2 separate regions of the Sus scrofa genome follow, and region 2 is linked to region 1. Evidence: chromatin contacts called from public Hi-C data. All regions are on one chromosome and are shown on one strand. Each heading gives the region's core, a stretch centred on a gene start, on an enhancer-like site or on the middle of the called end of the contact. The rest is flanking DNA. Distances are from core to core; before and after follow the strand shown. Region 1 holds the start of PPM1D (protein phosphatase 1D). Region 2 holds the start of LOC110256036.

Region 1 (4,949 bases), core at 1,795-4,294:
ACCATTATTTTCCAAATTCCTAATGAATGGCACCATGTCACAAAATCACAACTGGGTAAAAGACTGATTCAAGGTGCAAGAGACCAATGGCTCTTAATGTCAAAATGCAGAAGTTCAATGGATAAGGTTTCAGATTCTATTTTGAGTAACCTTAAGAAGCTACCAATTTGGTATGGAATATCACAATCATCTGAAAATACAAACAATTCCTCCCTTTTCCTACTACATACGTTTGCAAGTCTGCCTTTTCACTTACATACGTCACCAGACAACACAGCATAAGAGAGTGAATGAATGCAGAAACAGGTATGAGAATATTTATTTCAAATTTTCTTATTTGGGGGAAAAAAGTAATTTTTCACTTAAAAATATGTCAACATATATGTTTATTTTTAATAGATTAATAACTTTAATTTCTCAATTTTTAACTTCTCATACAGTAAATATGATAGATATAGCCCACACAAACAAAAGCTCTTTAGGGTTCTAAGTCCTTTCAGTACAAATTTACGAGAGCAAAAAGTTTGAGAAACACTACTATAACCCAATGAGAACTACAAAAGTGGAAACTTGACATAGGAAGTTTCCTTTGTCAGGACTTCCATATACTCAGCGTACTCTTTTTCCTTAATTCAAGTTTTGCGGATAGAGTATGAGATTAACTGTGGAACAAAGCAAACTTTAACATTTGGTGCATAAGGCTCTAAACCCATGCCTCAAAGGAGTGAAATCTTGGCACAAGAATTATGTTAAAAAAAAATACACATTCAAAAATAAATAAATAAATAAATAAAACACAGACATTCATTAATAAAGCATGGTTTCTGCTTTATTAAAAAATGCTCAAGTAAAAGGGTTTATACTTGGATCCTTTTGGTGAAAACATGTGGCAAATTCATGCTGTTTCAACTGTACTGCAAAATAAACAGAATTCCAAGTAGTACTTTGTGTCTAATCTTCCTCTATCTTGTCTTGCTGTCCCTCCTACTTGCCCTGCAAGCAATGAAATGACATATTTCTGGAATATACTGCAGTGCTTTCAGCTCTGCTCTGCCTACACAAAAACAAAACAAATCCATAATAGGGACCTCTGGGATTGGATGGAAAACAGCCTCCCACAGGCGGACTGGTTATGCTATGAGTCAATCAAATAATTCTTGGCAGAAAGCCAGGCAAATAGAAAACAGACTCTGAAAGAGCCTAGTCTACAACTCCATCAGAATACCTTTTTAAAAATGTTTTGTATTTGACCAATCTTTACACTCTATGTCTCTCTTCTGGAAATAAAGCAACACTATGCCACCATATAAACAAGAGGATTTTTTTTAATGACACACAGTATCATTTTTTCCTCTAAAAAATAATTTATGCCATTCATTCACAGCAATGGGTAAGCAACTATAACTCAACTTATGTTAGGTACAGAAACAATGGCTGCTTTAGAAAACATTTAAGGCTTAGATGAAACTGCAACTAAACCAAACTTTTAGAAATTAAGGTCTCTAATTCCTTTTAGCATATCAGCAATTCCTTATCTCTTGCTACTTTGACGAGCAGCTACAATTTAGCTACAAAGAACTTTTAACTAGGAACTGCTGAGAACTATCTGACAGCAATTAGCTAATAGCAACTTCAGCAAAAAAAAAAAAAAAGTGCACTTTAAAAAAGCCCTAGCTGAATTTAACACGTATTCTTAACGTAGGATCAATTTAGGCGGTAAGAATGCATTCGGCGCTGGTTTTCATGAGCAGTACAAGCATAAAGATCCTAGAAACACTTGATGACCACCACACACACGAAATTCCTTCCAAGCCTTTAGGTCGCCGGATAACTTGTTAGCCTAACAGTTTACTCTAACTACCAGCCACCAGGGGTCAATTTTGGAGGACTGACACCGCCCGTAGGAGACAACCGAGTCTTTCAAAAGCAAAATTGTGACAAATTCGAAGGAAACGCTCTAATTTTTGCCATCTCCCGCTTCCTTTGCGTGTTTCAGGCAGCACCGTGTCTTCAATGAATCTTTTGGCCAAATCTGGCGCCAGGTTTCAAACATGTTTTCGCTGGCCGCCACCAAAGTGAAATCGCGAAGGGAGAGGACCGCTCCCCCACTGATCCTTGGCGGGGATGGGGGGTGTAAATAAAACGTGGAGCGTTTGCACAGAGACAGTAATCCTGTCCTGCCCAAAGCTACTTTGTTTGCCCGGACCTCCACCTAGAAGAGTCTTCACTCCCACCGATGGACACTGAGAGCGCTCTCGTTGTGGGGACCTGCAGTGCTGCAGCTACGGCCCCCAACCTGGCGCTACAGTCTCCTGAAAAAGAGGCGGGCGCCAAATAAGCCGGGGAACTTACCCAATTTCTTCCACATGGCGAGGTGACAAGCAAGGAAGCCCTTGCGGATGGCAGCGCACACCTTCGCCGGCTCGGACGAGGTGAAGCCCTTCTGTTTTTTGATGAAACCCCACAAGTGCTCCCGGGCAAACTGTGCCGCCTCCCGCCCGCCGTGCCCGTCGCACACGGCGAAAAAGGCCACCGAGGAACGGCGGCGGCAGCAGCGGCCGGGAGCTGGCGAGGCCCCGGCGTCCGGCGGAGCGTCGCGAGCTTCTCGGGCTGCCACCGCTGGGCCTTTCCCCGAGACTTCGCCTCCAGGAAGGGCCGGCGGTGTCCGCTGCGGGGGCGACGGCTGAGAAAGCGACCGCCGCGGCGAGGGCTTTTCTTCAGTTGTCGGCTCGGGCTCCACCACGATCTGAGTAACGTCCTCCATGTACTTCCTCCCGCCCTGGTCGGAGAAGACGCTCACTCCCAGTGAGTACAGCCCCGCCATGGCCGGCTGGCCGAGATCCCGCCGGTCCCACGCAGCCCGCCGAGCGGCGGGAGACACTCGGCGCTAGCCGGCCAACTATTGTTTATCTTCGACGACGCCGAGAAGGGGGAGGGGGCGGTCCCGGAGGTGGGGGGGCGCGATGTCGGGACTTGTCCGCGAGAGCTGGGCCGGAGCGCCCGGGCAAGCGGAGCCTAGCAGCTGCGCCTGCGCAATGCGCCTCCCCCGCCTGCCCGCGCCCACCACACAAATCGGACGTTCTCCCCGGCTGACGTCACTCGGCTCTCTGGGGCCGACCAATCCGGAGTCGAGTTGGGGGCGAACACGCCCTCCGCCCCTCCCTTCTCCCTACAACGGCCGCACTCCCTCCTCCCTGCGCGGGCGCGAAGCCAGCGCGCTACCCGGCTGGCTTTCGCTTTGCAGTGGGCGGTTTCGTCCTCCGGCTTTTCGGCGGGTGCTAAACGCTTATCTAGCGCCTTCTCTGTCACCTTTTTGCTCCGTCCCCGCGGTCGAATTGCAGCCTGCTGCCCAGGGCGTTGCGTTGCTTGCCTGGTGGGAAAAGCCGTGTAGGCTCGGGCCTCGCACGAGTGTGAAGAATCTAGAGAGAAAAACCTTCCATTTCTTGAAGTGGCGGGAAACCTCAGTTTGGAAGGTGGTTTGTGAATAGGCTGGGAAAAGCGTGGCACTGTCGAACTGGACTTGGGTGGGATGGATCCGACTGGGAGTTGTGAAAGGAAATCCACTTTGTGTTAAGAAAACACGGGAAATTTCCACCATTGGCTGCACGGTCTCGTTTCACATAAACTAGGTATGTCGGACACTTAAACGGCTTATGTTTTAAGTTCTTTTCAGCTTTTGCTAAAAGTAGTACTTTCCCCGATGAGCCCTGGATGCAGCATTTTAGTCCTTCGGCGGAATCACTTGAACAGACCACTTGAAAATAGGTTACAAAAACTGCCCAGCGCTCGAGTGCTCCAAGACCTTGGTTATCGTCTCTCCTCTTCTCCCATGGGTTGCAATCTAAGCCCTAAAACCTTTGCCCGGATTTCGACGGCATTAAAATAAGCCTCAGAGTTGGCAGGTCAGTTTGTTATCAACAGCAAATGTTCCTGTGAGTCAAATTAAAGTTCACTTTTTCAGTTTTCGGCCACTTCACCATCACCTCTCCTGTGTGCCCCTTCCTGTACAGCCTTAGAAATTTCCAAATGAAATGCTCCTGGTACTGAACTGGGAATAGGGAAAAAAACTGCTCTCTCTCTTTTTTTTTTTTTTTGTCTTTTTGCTATTTCTTGGGCCGCTCCCACGGCATATGGAGGTTCCCAGGCTAGGGGTCTAATCGGAGCCGTAGCCACCAGCCTACGCCAGAGCCACAGCAACGCAGGATCTGAGCCGCGTCTACAACCTACACCACAGCTCACGCAAGGCCAGATCGTTAACCCAATGAGCAAGGGCAGGGACCGAACCTGCAACCTCATGGTTCCTAGTCAGATTCGTTAACCACTGCGCCAGGAGGGGAACTCCATGCTCATTTTTTTGACATCTGGCACAAGAAATACAACTAGAAAAAAAATCCTCCCAATAAAAGAAGTAAAATCACCCCGAAATGGAGAAAATCTGAATAGATCCATTAAATTAAAAATGTAATCAAAGATAAGCCCTATGTTAAAATGCACCAGACCAGATGGTTCCAGAGTGTAAAAACACTTGGAAAAAATCCCAGCTTGTTTTGAAAGGTGATCATAATCCTGTTATCAAAACCTAGTAATTATAACACTAGAAGGAAATCTATAGACAACATTTTATACTAAATGCAAAAAAAGGTGAAATATTAGCAATTCTAATCCAATAATCTCCATAACACAAGACCTGCCAAAAAGAACAGTTTATGTAGCTCTATATTATTCCTCTTAAATAGTTTACCCAACTTCCCTTCCCCTTGTAGAGATTACAAAGGGATCATTACTTCATTCTCTATAATCCTTTTCCCTCAGTCACAATCAGTAGCCTCAGGGTCATCCATCATTACCCTGATTAGCATCTCCATGCTACTCTCTTGATTCAGTACCCTGCTCTTCACCAGTCATCCTAACCATTTCTCTCCACCCTTTAGGTTTCAACATCTGTTATC
Region 2 (5,784 bases), core at 2,471-4,970, 420 kb after region 1:
TGCCCTGGCACTTCCATCCTCTGGCTCAGAGGGGATCCTCCAGTCCCCTTTCAGGATCTTGGTGGGGGTGAAGTCAGGGTGTGGGGAGCAGAGGCTGGGGAAGGCTTCTCAGAGGAGTCACTTCGAAGCCGGGTTTTGGCTGCTGTGTAGACCTCATGAGACAAGCCACAGGCAGGCAGGGGAGGGCCAGGGAGCACATTCCAAGTCTTAGAACGGCCCGTGTCCCCAACCTGTCCGATTGGCTCGGTGCTTTCTACATCCAAGCTTCCCTCTAAAAGAGGACTCCCTACGGACTTCCCGCCATGGCTTGGCGGGTTTTGAAACTGACTAGTATCCATGAACATGCAGGTTTGATCCCTGGCCTCGCTCAGTGGGTTGGGGATCCAGTGTTGCGGTGAGCTGTAGTGTAGATCACAGATGCGGCTCAGATCCCACGTTGCTGTGGCTGTGGCGTAGGCTGGCAGCTGTAGCTCTGATTCAACCCCTAGCCTGGGAACCTCCTGATGCTGCGGATGTGGCCCTAGAAAGACAAAACAAAACAAAACTGTTAAGAGAGGACTCCCTAGAAGCATTTTCAGGTCAGCAGCTCTCTGTTCAAGCAAGGACTCACTGGCTGGCAAGGGGCGAGCTCCTTTCCCTGGCTAAGCCTCAGTTTCCTTCCACAAGTGCTGCTAAGAGGGTAGTTTGAGCATCAGATTCTCTGGGTCCAAATCCTACTCTCCTTGCTAGCCCTGGGTCCCCGTGTCTTTCATCTCTTTGTCTGAGAGTGCAGAATATAGAAATGCCCACATCAGGAGTTCCCGTCATGGCGCAGTGGAAACGAACCCAACTAGGAACCATGAGGTTGCGAGTTCAATCCCTGGCTTTGCTCAGTGGGTTAAGGATCTGATGTTGCCATGGGCTGTGGTGTAGGTTGCAGACGCGGCTCGGATCTGGCGTGGCTGTGGCTGTGGTGTAGGATGGCAGCTACAGCTCTGATTCAACCCCTAGCCTGGGAACCTCCATATGCCTCGGGTGCAACCTTAAAAGGACAAGAAACCAAAAAACAAACAAACAAACCTGCCCATCTCAGAAGGACCAAGAGAGAGCATGTCAAATAGTTTCACCTGAGTAAACGCAAGCTGGTCTTATTAGCCTGTTATTTGTGCAGCGCGGGGCGTGGCAGTGCCTGCCCCAGAGAGTTCTTCTTAGCAGGCATTGGTTGTGAGTCTTCTTCGTGCTCTGCGCTGTCCGGACAGTTGAGTCCCCAGGCGTGGCTTCCTGGGGGGCCGATGGCGTTCAGTGGGCAGCATGTTTACTAAGGAGTTGCCTCCAGGTCCAGCACCTGTGGAAGGGGGGCTGCTGGAAGCAGGATTGAGAAGGATGAGAAGTGGAGCAGCCACATGAGTGCGGTGGTAACTTCCATGGGCGCCACCGTGAGCTCTGAAGCTGCAGCGGCCGTTTGGGGTTACCCTAAATGGGGCCCATACTTTAGTCCCCCTTCCCTGCCCCGTTGATCCGGCTTTGGCTGGGGGGCTGCAGAAAGGAGTGTGACTTTGGAGTTCCCATTGTGGTTCAGCAGTAACAAACCTTGAGGATGCAGGTTCGATCCCTGGCCTCCCTCAGTGGGTTAAGGATCCGGCATTGCTGTGAGCTGTGGTGTGGGTCACAGACGCGGCTTGGTTCCCAAGTTGCTTTCGCGGTGGCATAAGCTGGCAGCTGCAGCTCCAATTTGACCCCTAGCCTGGGCACTTCCAGATGCCACACATGCGACCCTAAAAAATAAGAAAAGAGAAAAGGAGTGTGACCTTGAGCAAAGGGGCTTCCTCTCCCTGGAGAGGCCAGCAGCTAAAGGTGTCTGTACTCTGGCAGCACCCAGAGCTGGGACCCGCTGCTGCCGATCCTTGCAGGGGACTCTGAGCTTGTGTCCACCGCAAGCAAGAAACCAAATGTGAAAATCCCCACAGTCCGGGAGCCGCTGTTCCAGTGGAAGTTGACAGTTCTAAAGGTCGCCAGCCGAATTAAACGCGACGAGGTGTAAAGTACTTAAACCAGGGCCTTGCGTAACAGATGAGGCCTGGGAATAGTGTTCTCGAAGGTAAACAGATCTGGGAGGTTACAAGGGGAAAGGTGTCTAATGTGAACCCAGGGGATGTGGCCAGCTACCGGCCTCCAGATCCTTCTCTGCCTGCACCCCAGGCTGTGAGCTGGACGGGCGTTCCCGCCCTGACGGTCCCGCTCCTCTTGAGTCTCTCAGTTTGTAAATAAAACCCTGGCATCGCGCCCCTTCAGACCGCACCCCCGAGACGGCAGCCAGGCGCTGCCTGAGGGCTCCCTTCCGCACGAGGTGGCTGGGATGATGGGTGGGAGCCCGGCTGCAGGAAGGGAGCCCTGGCACATCCAGCCTCAGGGAGGGGGGCTCGGGCCCAGACCAGGAGAGGAAGATAAAGCGATTTCCTTGGCACCAGCCTCTCCCAAGTCCCTGGAAAACAGTGGGGGGAAATCCATGGGCAGAAGGGCCTGTTCCAACGCCCTTCGGAAGCCAGCCCTCCCCACCGGGAGCCTGATAAACCAGAATCATCTATTCTGGAGGGAAACCCATTGACCAGCCCGCTAGCAGTTCCTGGAAGGTGTGGGCAGCTGGAGGGAGAGGGGGGATGGCCAGAGGGGGAAGGGGTGGTGGTCTCAGCCTCTGGGCCCTTCTTTGGTCCCCCCTTCTCCCTTGGCCTGTCTCCCTGGGGTAGGTGGGGTGCGGGTTAGGGTCATTAGACCTGGTAAACCAAATACACGACACCCAGTGCAATGTCAGTTTCAGATAAACAACACATGATCTTTCACTGTAAGCGCGCAGCTTGGAAGGGATGCACTTCTGTGTGTGTGTGTGTGAAAATGTAGTCGCCGTTTAGCCGCAACGCAAACGTACCTGGCAACCCTAGCTGGGTGCAGGCCAGGTCCTGGGGGAAGCCTGCAGCACATCCAGGACAGGAGAGGCCCACTGGCAATCAGCAGGTACGGAGCCTGTGCTGGAGAGCGGGGGACGTGGGCCCGTGAGACATCCCAGCCACTTGGGAAGAAGGAGGGGAAGGGCCAAGGAAGATGACATGGGAACCCCGTCCCCAGCCCAGTCCATCCCACAGCAGGAAAGCAGACACCCAGCCAGACCCCCCCCACACCAACAAGGCAGGGATGGGAGACAAACGGCAGCCTGGGCTTCCACTGGCCCCCTTGGTTCCTCCTGATGGCCTGGGTGATTCTAGGCCACGCTGGGCAAAGGTCAGACTGGGAAATCTGGCTGGGTGTTCTGTTCTGGGCATGGGTGGAGTGCTGGGGGGGGATGTCCCTGCGTGTCTGGCAGGGAGACGGCCCGTGGTGTGCGTGAGGGGGTGTGTCTCCCCCAGGGAGGAGCATCTCTGTAACCCCACCACGCAGGCCACTGACCCCAGAGGCAAACCAGCAAATGGCGCCTCTGGCTCCCACCCTCCGCCCACTAGTCCCTACCTCCATCCCCGAAAGCAGCCGGTGAAACGGGACCCCTGTCCCCAGCCCAGTCCATCCCACAGCAGGAAAGCGAACACCCAGACCCCTATACCCATCTGTAGGCCCCACGCATCCTTCAGTCCTCCCTCTCCTAGGGAAACTGCACAACTCAGATTGTGACTTGAGCCCATGAGCTGGGACCTTCACCCAGACTCAGACGTGAACCCATTGTTTTCAACTTTTTTTTTTTTTTTTTTTTTTTGGCTTTTGAGCGCTGCACCCATGGCATATGGAGGTTCCCAGGCTAAGGGTCGAATCAGAGCTGTAGCTGCCAGCCTGTGCCACAGCCACAGCAATGCCAGATCCAAGCTGCCTCTGCGACCTACACCACAGCTCACGGCAAGGCTGGATGCTTAATCCACTGAGATCCCGTGTTGTTGTGGCTGTGGTGTAGGCGGGCAGCTACAGCTCCAATCTGACCCCTAGCCTGGGAACTTCCATATGCTGCGGGTTTAGCCCTTTAAAAAGAAAAAAAAAGGAAAAGAAAAGAAAAATGACCAAAGTCCCCTCACTTATCTAGTCAGTAGGGAACAGGGACTCAAATCCATGTCTGTGCGGCTCTGGGGCCCCAGCTCACTGCCTGTGTTTTAGGTCTGGTCCTGCTGTACCTGAAGAGTCTGCTCTCCCATCAGGAGTCTTAGGGGATGAAGTTCCCGTCGTGGTGCAGTGGTTAACGAATCTGACTAGGAACCATGAGGTTGCAGGTTCGATCCCTGGCCTTGCTCAGTGGGTTAAGGATCCAGCGTTGCTGTGGCTCTGGCTAGATCCCTGGCCTGGGAACCTCCATGTGCCACGGGAGTGGCCCTAGAAAAGGCAAAAAGACAAAAAAAAAAAAAAAAAGAGTCTTAGGGGAAAGACACCGATGGGGATTTGCTCCCTGAATCCTCAGTCCCTGGCACAGAGGAAATAATACTGCAGCCAACACTTGGAATTTGAGTCCTCAGGCGGGAGCAGGGCTCTGAGGAAGGAATTGGCTTGTGACTTGTCTGTCCTGTCGCTCCCTCCAAAGGAAGCCCCTCCCTGGGTGCAGACCGGCCGGGACATGTCCTTGGTCCCTGGAGGAGATAATGCCTTTGTCCCTGTTCAGATAAATAAACAGAGCCACTAGACCTCGTGTGGTGCAAAGGTGCAGGAGCAGCGCCCCACCCACCGACGCAGGCCTGGCCTTCCTCTCAAGGTCACCAGGAGGAGCCTGAGGACAGTGAGGCCCAGTTTGCCAGAAGGGCCGAGCTTAGCCCATTTTGCAGGGGGGTAAAATGAGCCCCCCCCCCCCCCCCCAGCAGAGAAGCCACATCGCCATTCCTGCCAAATTACCTGCTTCCCTGCCTCTTCCCACCAGCCCCAACCCACATAGGGGCACAGAGCCTCAGGGTCACACGCCCCTGGGGTGCCATTCAAAATGCAGTCTCTGTACAGACACCCCCCGGAGCTGGGTGACACAGAAGCCTTTATACTTCCATGTGCACGTGTGCACGTCCACCACCACCACCCTCGACTCTGGGGCCCTCACAGGCCCTTCTGCTCTCCCCCCACCAACGCCCCCACTTCCCTTCCCCCCCACCCCTGTACTGTCAGATCAGAGCCACAGGAAGCAGGGCCAGCAAGTGTGCAAACTGAGAGCCAAGATGGGGAAGTTTATTTTCTAAGAATCATCTAAACACATGGGGAATATTTTTAGCCCCTGGCAACCTCCCAGATGCCAAATCTAAACAGGGGGCCAGTGGACCGTCCGTCCGTCAGGGATACAGAGCAGCACGTGGAGACAGGGTGGGACAGGGGGCTGCGGACCCCACCCTGCCCCTGGGTCAGAGGTCGGCTCCCTCTGATGACTGTCAAAGGAGAAAGCTGGCCGTGGAGCTGAGGAGGTGCAGAGAAGTGACCCCAGGTTCTGCCAGGCCCCAGAGCCCCTCTCTGGGTCTCGGCATCCTCATCCGTGCAACGAGAGAAACACCACCCTTATAGGATGGCCCCAGCGGGCACTCAACAACTGTGCATCATGGGACCTCAGAGAAGTCAGGAGGTGGCCCAGACCCTCAGCCATGGAGACTTCCCCAGGCCTGGCCAACTGCATGTGTGTACCCATTGCGGGCCCAATGCAGGAACCCAAGGGGTGTCAGAAGCGAATGGAAGTAGGAATGGGGGGAGTTCCCCTGGCGGTGCAGCAGGTAAAGGATCTGAGGTTGCAACTGCTGTGGACTGAGCTGAGTCAGGAGCCAGGTGGGGTGGGGCCCAAGGAGCTTAGAGCACCTGCTCCAGAGAGGTGGGTCT

Evidence for each region. Hi-C and Micro-C count contacts between places; a contact is called where the count stands out from the background.
Region 2: a Hi-C map of liver shows a contact between it and region 1, with 2.3 times the contacts expected there. The contact joins the promoter of LOC110256036 here to the promoter of PPM1D in region 1. A contact is called at or near these places in 1 of 5 promoter capture datasets (liver) and 1 of 47 Hi-C or Micro-C datasets (liver).

Annotation. Positions count from the first base shown.
Region 1 is chr12:37,533,115-37,538,063 of Sscrofa11.1, forward strand. PPM1D (protein phosphatase 1D) reads right to left here and starts at 3,045. Exons shown (of 6, transcript XM_005669013.3): 1 at 2,353-3,045. The coding sequence starts at 2,824.
Region 2 is chr12:37,954,993-37,960,776 of Sscrofa11.1, forward strand. LOC110256036 reads right to left here and starts at 3,721. Exons shown (of 2, transcript XM_021067307.1): 1 at 2,903-3,721; 2 at 989-1,341. The coding sequence starts at 3,483. The coding sequence ends at 1,188. All of the region lies in intron 1 of LOC110256037 (a long non-coding RNA gene), which reads left to right.